Regions from separate parts of the Rattus norvegicus genome. Here region 1 is linked to region 2. The links are chromatin contacts, called in public Hi-C maps. All regions are on one chromosome and are shown on one strand. The core of a region is the stretch at or near the end of the contact, and the rest is flanking DNA. Distances in the headings are between cores, read along the strand shown.

Region 1 (2,700 bases), core at 75-2,574, 55 kb before region 2:
TGCTCTTAACCATTGAGCCATCTCTTTGGCTCCAGCCTTCCTGTTTTTTATATATGAGGAGTATAATGATAAAGTGTGAACGGGGAGAATTCTGGAACTGAAACACACACCGCCCTGCCCCCTCCCCCGCAAAAACAGCAAAGCCCGTGATCAACATTTTCCCGAAATCCACTAGTATTGCCACTCTCGAACAAGAGTGTAGACTGATAGTGTAGTCGCCTTACATTTGATGAATAGTTTTGTGGCTCTTTCTCTTCCCTCTCTTCTTTTCTCCTCTCATTTTCTCTCCAACCCCCTTGCGGCCCCAAGTTTCTTTTCCTTCTGACTCCCTAAGTAGCCAGTGATGATCTTGAAATTCTGAGCCTCCTGCCTTTACCTCCCCAGTTCTGGTATAACCCATGTGTGCTGCCATGCTATGCTGTATATTAAACTTGGTGTATGTTAGGCTACCGGTCTACCAACAGAGCTACATCCCAGCTCTGGTGTTGCACATGTTACATGTCTGATACTCAGCAGAGAATCTGCCTAGGTGGCTGTGGCTATCTTGATGCAATCAGCTTAGGACCCCCACACTACGGTGCCCAGTGTGACTTTCCTCTCTCCTTTCAACTGCACAGACAGCCGGTTGCCTGGAGACTGGGCACACTCTTCTGTTCACTCTTCCTTTCATTCACCAGCAGCAGGTCTGAAAACAGAGGCCTCCACGAAATATGCTTGGGGCCAGGGCAAGGGGGTGAGGAGAGGCAGGAGTGTCCTCTCCTCCCAGGCAACCCTCCCCATCCTCTCTGTCATCCTTTTCCTTTCCAGGTCTGAAAGGCCCAGCAACCCAAAAAGCTCTCACAGGGAACAAGGCCCCCTTTGAAAGCCAGTGTTTGCCTGGGGCTGTCTGCAGACAAGGGTTGCCATGGCCACTGTGCACCTTTGCCAGTCAAGCCCAGGCAAGCCCAGAAGAGCAGCTTAAGCCACCAGACACCCCACCTCTAACCCCTCCTAGGGGCTTAACTATTGTCAAACACACCTGCCCTGAGCCCCTGTGGCTGGTGGAAGGAGATAATTGGGGAACCTCTAGACTGAAAACCTAACACGGAAAGGACCGGAGGATTGGGGCCCCTCCCTAAGACACCAAGCAGAAACATCAGGGCTTGGAGCCACCTTGCTAAGGAGTAGCTTGCCAGAGCCATACTGCCTGAGGACCTGCCCTGCCTCCTGGGCCAGAGTCTGGCTGTGCTGCTAATGGGAATGACTTATTTATGTAATTCATTACCACTGAGGCCTGGATCCAAGAAAGGGGTGGAGGCCAGGCCCCAGCTGCTGAGGGAGGAAAGGGAGGGGCTGTCCTGGGGCTCAGTCTGGGCCTGGCAGCCACAGAGCTTGCTGCTGGAGACTGCAGGGACCAGAGGACAAAGGCAATGAGGAAAGGGGACAGGGCTGGACACTGTAGGCTCTGTGGGGCTCTTGATAGTGAGAGAGGCCAGAGAATAGCTCTGCCCTCGGAGGATGCAACAGAAGCAGAGGCCTACCAAACATTGACCTTTAAACTGTTCTGTGCTCCAAAGGGCTTCGTCTCTAAAAAATAAATAAATAAATAAATAAATAAATAAATAAATAAATAAATAAATAAATAAGTGCCAGGCAGTGGTGTGCACACCTTTAATCCCTGCACTCAGGAGGCAGAGGCAGATGGATCTCTGTGACTTTGAGATTAACAGAGGGAGTTCCAGGACAACTAAGGCTACACAGTGAAACCCCGTCTAGAAAAACAGAAAACAAAATAACAAACAGCAAACCCCAAGCTCTGTAGCTTTAAGACAGAAATGCTCTCACGTCCAACAGGAGGCCTCATATACCTGACCCAGGATGGAAAGGAAGAGTCTAGAAACTTCCAGAATTCTGCAGAGTCATCCCTAACATGGACCATGGAGGCTCCAGGGGAGTAACAGGGAAACAGATGAGGTTTGGGATGACAGTGGCTGGAGTTGGCTCCTGAGACCAAGGCAATGTGTCCACCCCGGCACTAACACCCCAGACAGGGCCGGATTAATAGAAAGATCCTCACGTACAGCCTCTGAGAGGCCTGGGCTGCCTCTGTGATGGTCTCTCCATTCCCCTGCTCCTGCTCCTGCTCCTGCCCCTGCTCCTCCTGAACTGGTCTCGGTTTTCCTTTCCTTCCTCTCCCCTCCCCTTCCCTTTCTACCTCTCTCCTGGATATCTTATACACCATGCTGGAACTCCCTGTAGAGATGAGGATGTATGAACTTGAACCTGTGCCTCTGCTTGCCCACGTATGTAGGGTTTCTGTTGTGAGGATCAAACCTGGAGACATGTACATATTAGCAAAGCACTCTCCTAGCCAAGCTACTTGGCTGGCCCTGTGGCCTTGGTTTCTAATAATAATATTAATGTTTCACTGAGCACCCATTTCCTGTGATCTTCACAATACCCCCGTGAGGAGGGGAGGAAACACTGACCATTAGGAAGTCTACCCAGGTCACATCACCCGCAAGTGAAGAACAAGGGTCCAAACCTAGCTGTTCAGTTTTTACCCCACTGGTATAAAAATGCTCAAACACAGAGTCTTTAAAGAGCAAGGCAAGCCCCAGAGGGGTGAGATGATCTCCTTATAGGTACACAGCCAGTTGGGGTAGCATAAGGACAAGGACCAGCATGCTAAATCCGGACCAACATCCTCTCCGGGTCACA
Region 2 (2,700 bases), core at 141-2,640:
ATAATCTTTTGAAGGTTCTGCATTTCCAAAGGTCTCAAGCGCCCAAACTATGCGTTTGGAATTGCGAGAAGTATTTAGGAAAATAACTCAAAAGAGGGAGGTGGGAAGGACACATTTAAAAAAACGACTAGCTTTCTAACCTTCAGTTCTGAAGTTTCTGCGTGTGCTCATCTCTACTGCACATCAATGCATTTGCAAACAGAAAGGAAGCAGCCAAAAAAAAAAAGTTCCAAACAGGGGTCCCGCATTAAAGTGGCAGAAGAACAGGGGAAGGGTATGGCTGAAGCATCCGCTACACTAGCTTTGAAGTTTCTGGCAAAAAGGAAAAAAGAAGAAAAAGACGCGAAGACCCCCCCCCCCACACACACACACACTCCACGAGTGACTCAGCTGGGGGCTTTGTAAGCGGACTTTGCGCTCCCTCTCCGCTTCCCGTCGCCCACTGGGCCGGAGCGAACATTCGAGCGGGCCGCGGAGCGAGACTAGCAAGACGCGCTCCGGGAAAGGTCGGGCCTGCAGGAGTCCCGGCCCCCGCCGCTCCCCGCCCCCGCCCGGCCCGCCGGTCCGGGGATTCCCCAAGCTCAATGGGACCGCAGGAGCTGGACAGAGGCGAGGGGACCAGCTGCCAGGGATCGCTTAGGACTTGGGTTAGGGACCGAGAAAAGTTTACAGACGGGAACCACGCTCGCAACACCCCCCGTCGGGTACACCCGAGGGGGCGGCGAGAAGGGGGAGTGGCGGAGAAGCCAGAGATACCCGCTATTCGCGGGATGTGGGAGGAGGGTCAGAAAGTCAACACACAAGCACACACACAAAAAGAGAGGTGACGCGAAAGCGCGAGCGAAAGATGGATGGGGACTTGGAGCGGGACCCGGGGACCCCCTCGCAGCGCCGCGCGGCCCCGGTCCGGCGCGCAGTGGCCGAGCGGCCCGCGCTACCCAGCGGCCCGGCGCCCTCTTTTCTCTGGGCCGCCCGGTGGTGACAGCGGCCGGCCTCCTCCCTTCCCCTTCAGGGCGGGAGGGAAGGGTGTGTGTGTGCGTGTGTGCTTGGGGGGGCCCGGGTTCACCCCGAGGCCTGCTTCTCCCCCGCACCCTGCGAGGCCGCCTCCTTTCACCTCAGCGGCCGGGCTCCGCCGGAGCGGGCGGGCGGAAAAACAAAGGGGGATTAAGGCCCGGCCGGAGAGCGGAGCCGGGAGGGGAGGAGCGCCCGCCCGAGCCCGGCCCGGCCCCCCTGGCCCCCCGGCCCCCCCGGGGCCCCCAGTACCTGGAACAGGAACGCGGTCCAGTTGGCCTCCATGGCTGCGGCGGCCGACCCCCCTCCTCCCCACTCCCCCCGCTCGGGGAGCCTCCTCAGCCGGAGGAGGCGACAACAAAGCGGCGGCGGCGGCGGCGGCGGCAGCGGCAGCGGCGGCTCCTCAACATGGCAGCGCCGAGCGCGGCCACTTCCGGTAACCTCCGGGACGCACCACCGCGGCGGCGAGCGCGGGCGGGGGGGGAGCCCCGGCCCGGCCGCCGCCGCCCCCAGCCGCTCCGACCCCCTCCGGGCGTCCCCGCCGCCGGCGCGCCGCCTCGGAGCTCAGCCAGTGCCCGCGGGCGGTGGGGTCAGGGCGCCCGCGCGGGGGCTGGGGTGGGGCCGGGGGCGGGGATGGGGCGCGGCGTCCCCCCCCGCGGGGGTGTGTGATGCTGCGGTCCGTGGCTCAGGCAGCTGGAGCAGGGGGAGCTCAGGAGAGAAGATGGAGGACGCCAGGGTCTGGCGCTGGCCCGCTGGGCACAGCTGGGCTGCCTCTCGTGACTCTGACTCGGTGCCCAGCGGCGTCGCGTCCCTCTCATATCTCCAGCGGCAGTCAGAGCTCCAGTTGGTCACCTGGCTCTTCAGTCGGTCAAGCACAGCACAGCTTCAACCTACTAACTGGGGGATGCTGGCTTCTAATGTCCCCTACCCTCGGGTATTTTCATTCCTGACCAGCTAAGCCCTCAGTGCTCTTGCTATGATATCTCCATCTTCCTTTGCGTGGTCTTCCAATTTGAGCAGGGAATTCCACTAGGGTACAGCCTTAGATCCTCTTAGTGTAGAGGGAAACACTTCCCACGCGTTCAGATGTCATTACTGGGTTATTCTTGGGTGACGGAACCGTGCTTCCCCATCCTTCCAGATTATAGGAAATTCTATTTGAATTTGAACCCCTCTCCCGCCAGAATTAAAAACAATAAAAACAAATGAGAAAGTATAGAGACGAAATATTTTAGTCTTTTAGTACATTCTTCAATTCCTGCAACACACAAGTCAGACTTCTGGTTGGACAGCGTCAGATGTCACTGAGGTGACCCCAGCCTGTTTGTAGTTCCCAGTCTTCTATGTAGGAGTCAGCCACTGCTACTGGTTGGAATCTGTAGATCGTAAGCCCGTATGATGTCTTGAATGTTTTCTATCCTTTCCTCACATAGAGGTAGCTACTGTGAATATCAGAGACAAGCTATTATTAAACATGTATCTAGTCCAAGAAATCTGTGGTGGGGAAATGAGGAGGCAGGCTCCATCTATGGTATTTTTATAAAATGTTTAAAAAAAAAACTCAGATGGGCACATTATTTCAAGACTGTATTTCAAACTGACTCTTATCCTCTCCAGACAGTTCTAATGAAAGACATCTTCAACTTCCATATATATATCCAAATAGAATAGTTACAAAATTCTATGGGA

The links. A called contact is a pair of places that touch in the nucleus more often than the background predicts.
Region 1: a Hi-C map of psoas muscle shows a contact between it and region 2, with 1.6 times the contacts expected there. The contact joins the enhancer-like site here to the promoter of Vezf1 in region 2. A contact is called at or near these places in 2 of 12 Hi-C or Micro-C datasets (frontal cortex and psoas muscle).

What each region holds. Positions count from the first base shown.
Region 1 is chr10:73,411,140-73,413,839 of GRCr8, reverse strand. The region is part of intron 1 of Cuedc1 (CUE domain containing 1); the gene reads right to left. Among named protein-coding and RNA genes, the nearest start is that of Cuedc1, 23 kb to the right of the region's middle. Within about 2 kb of position 1,324, at least 76 of the 93 cell types and tissues checked have an H3K27ac peak or open chromatin away from gene starts, as enhancers often do.
Region 2 is chr10:73,355,804-73,358,503 of GRCr8, reverse strand. It overlaps Vezf1 (vascular endothelial zinc finger 1), which reads right to left and starts at 1,390. Exons shown (of 6, transcript NM_001304355.2): 1 at 1,264-1,390. The coding sequence starts at 1,296.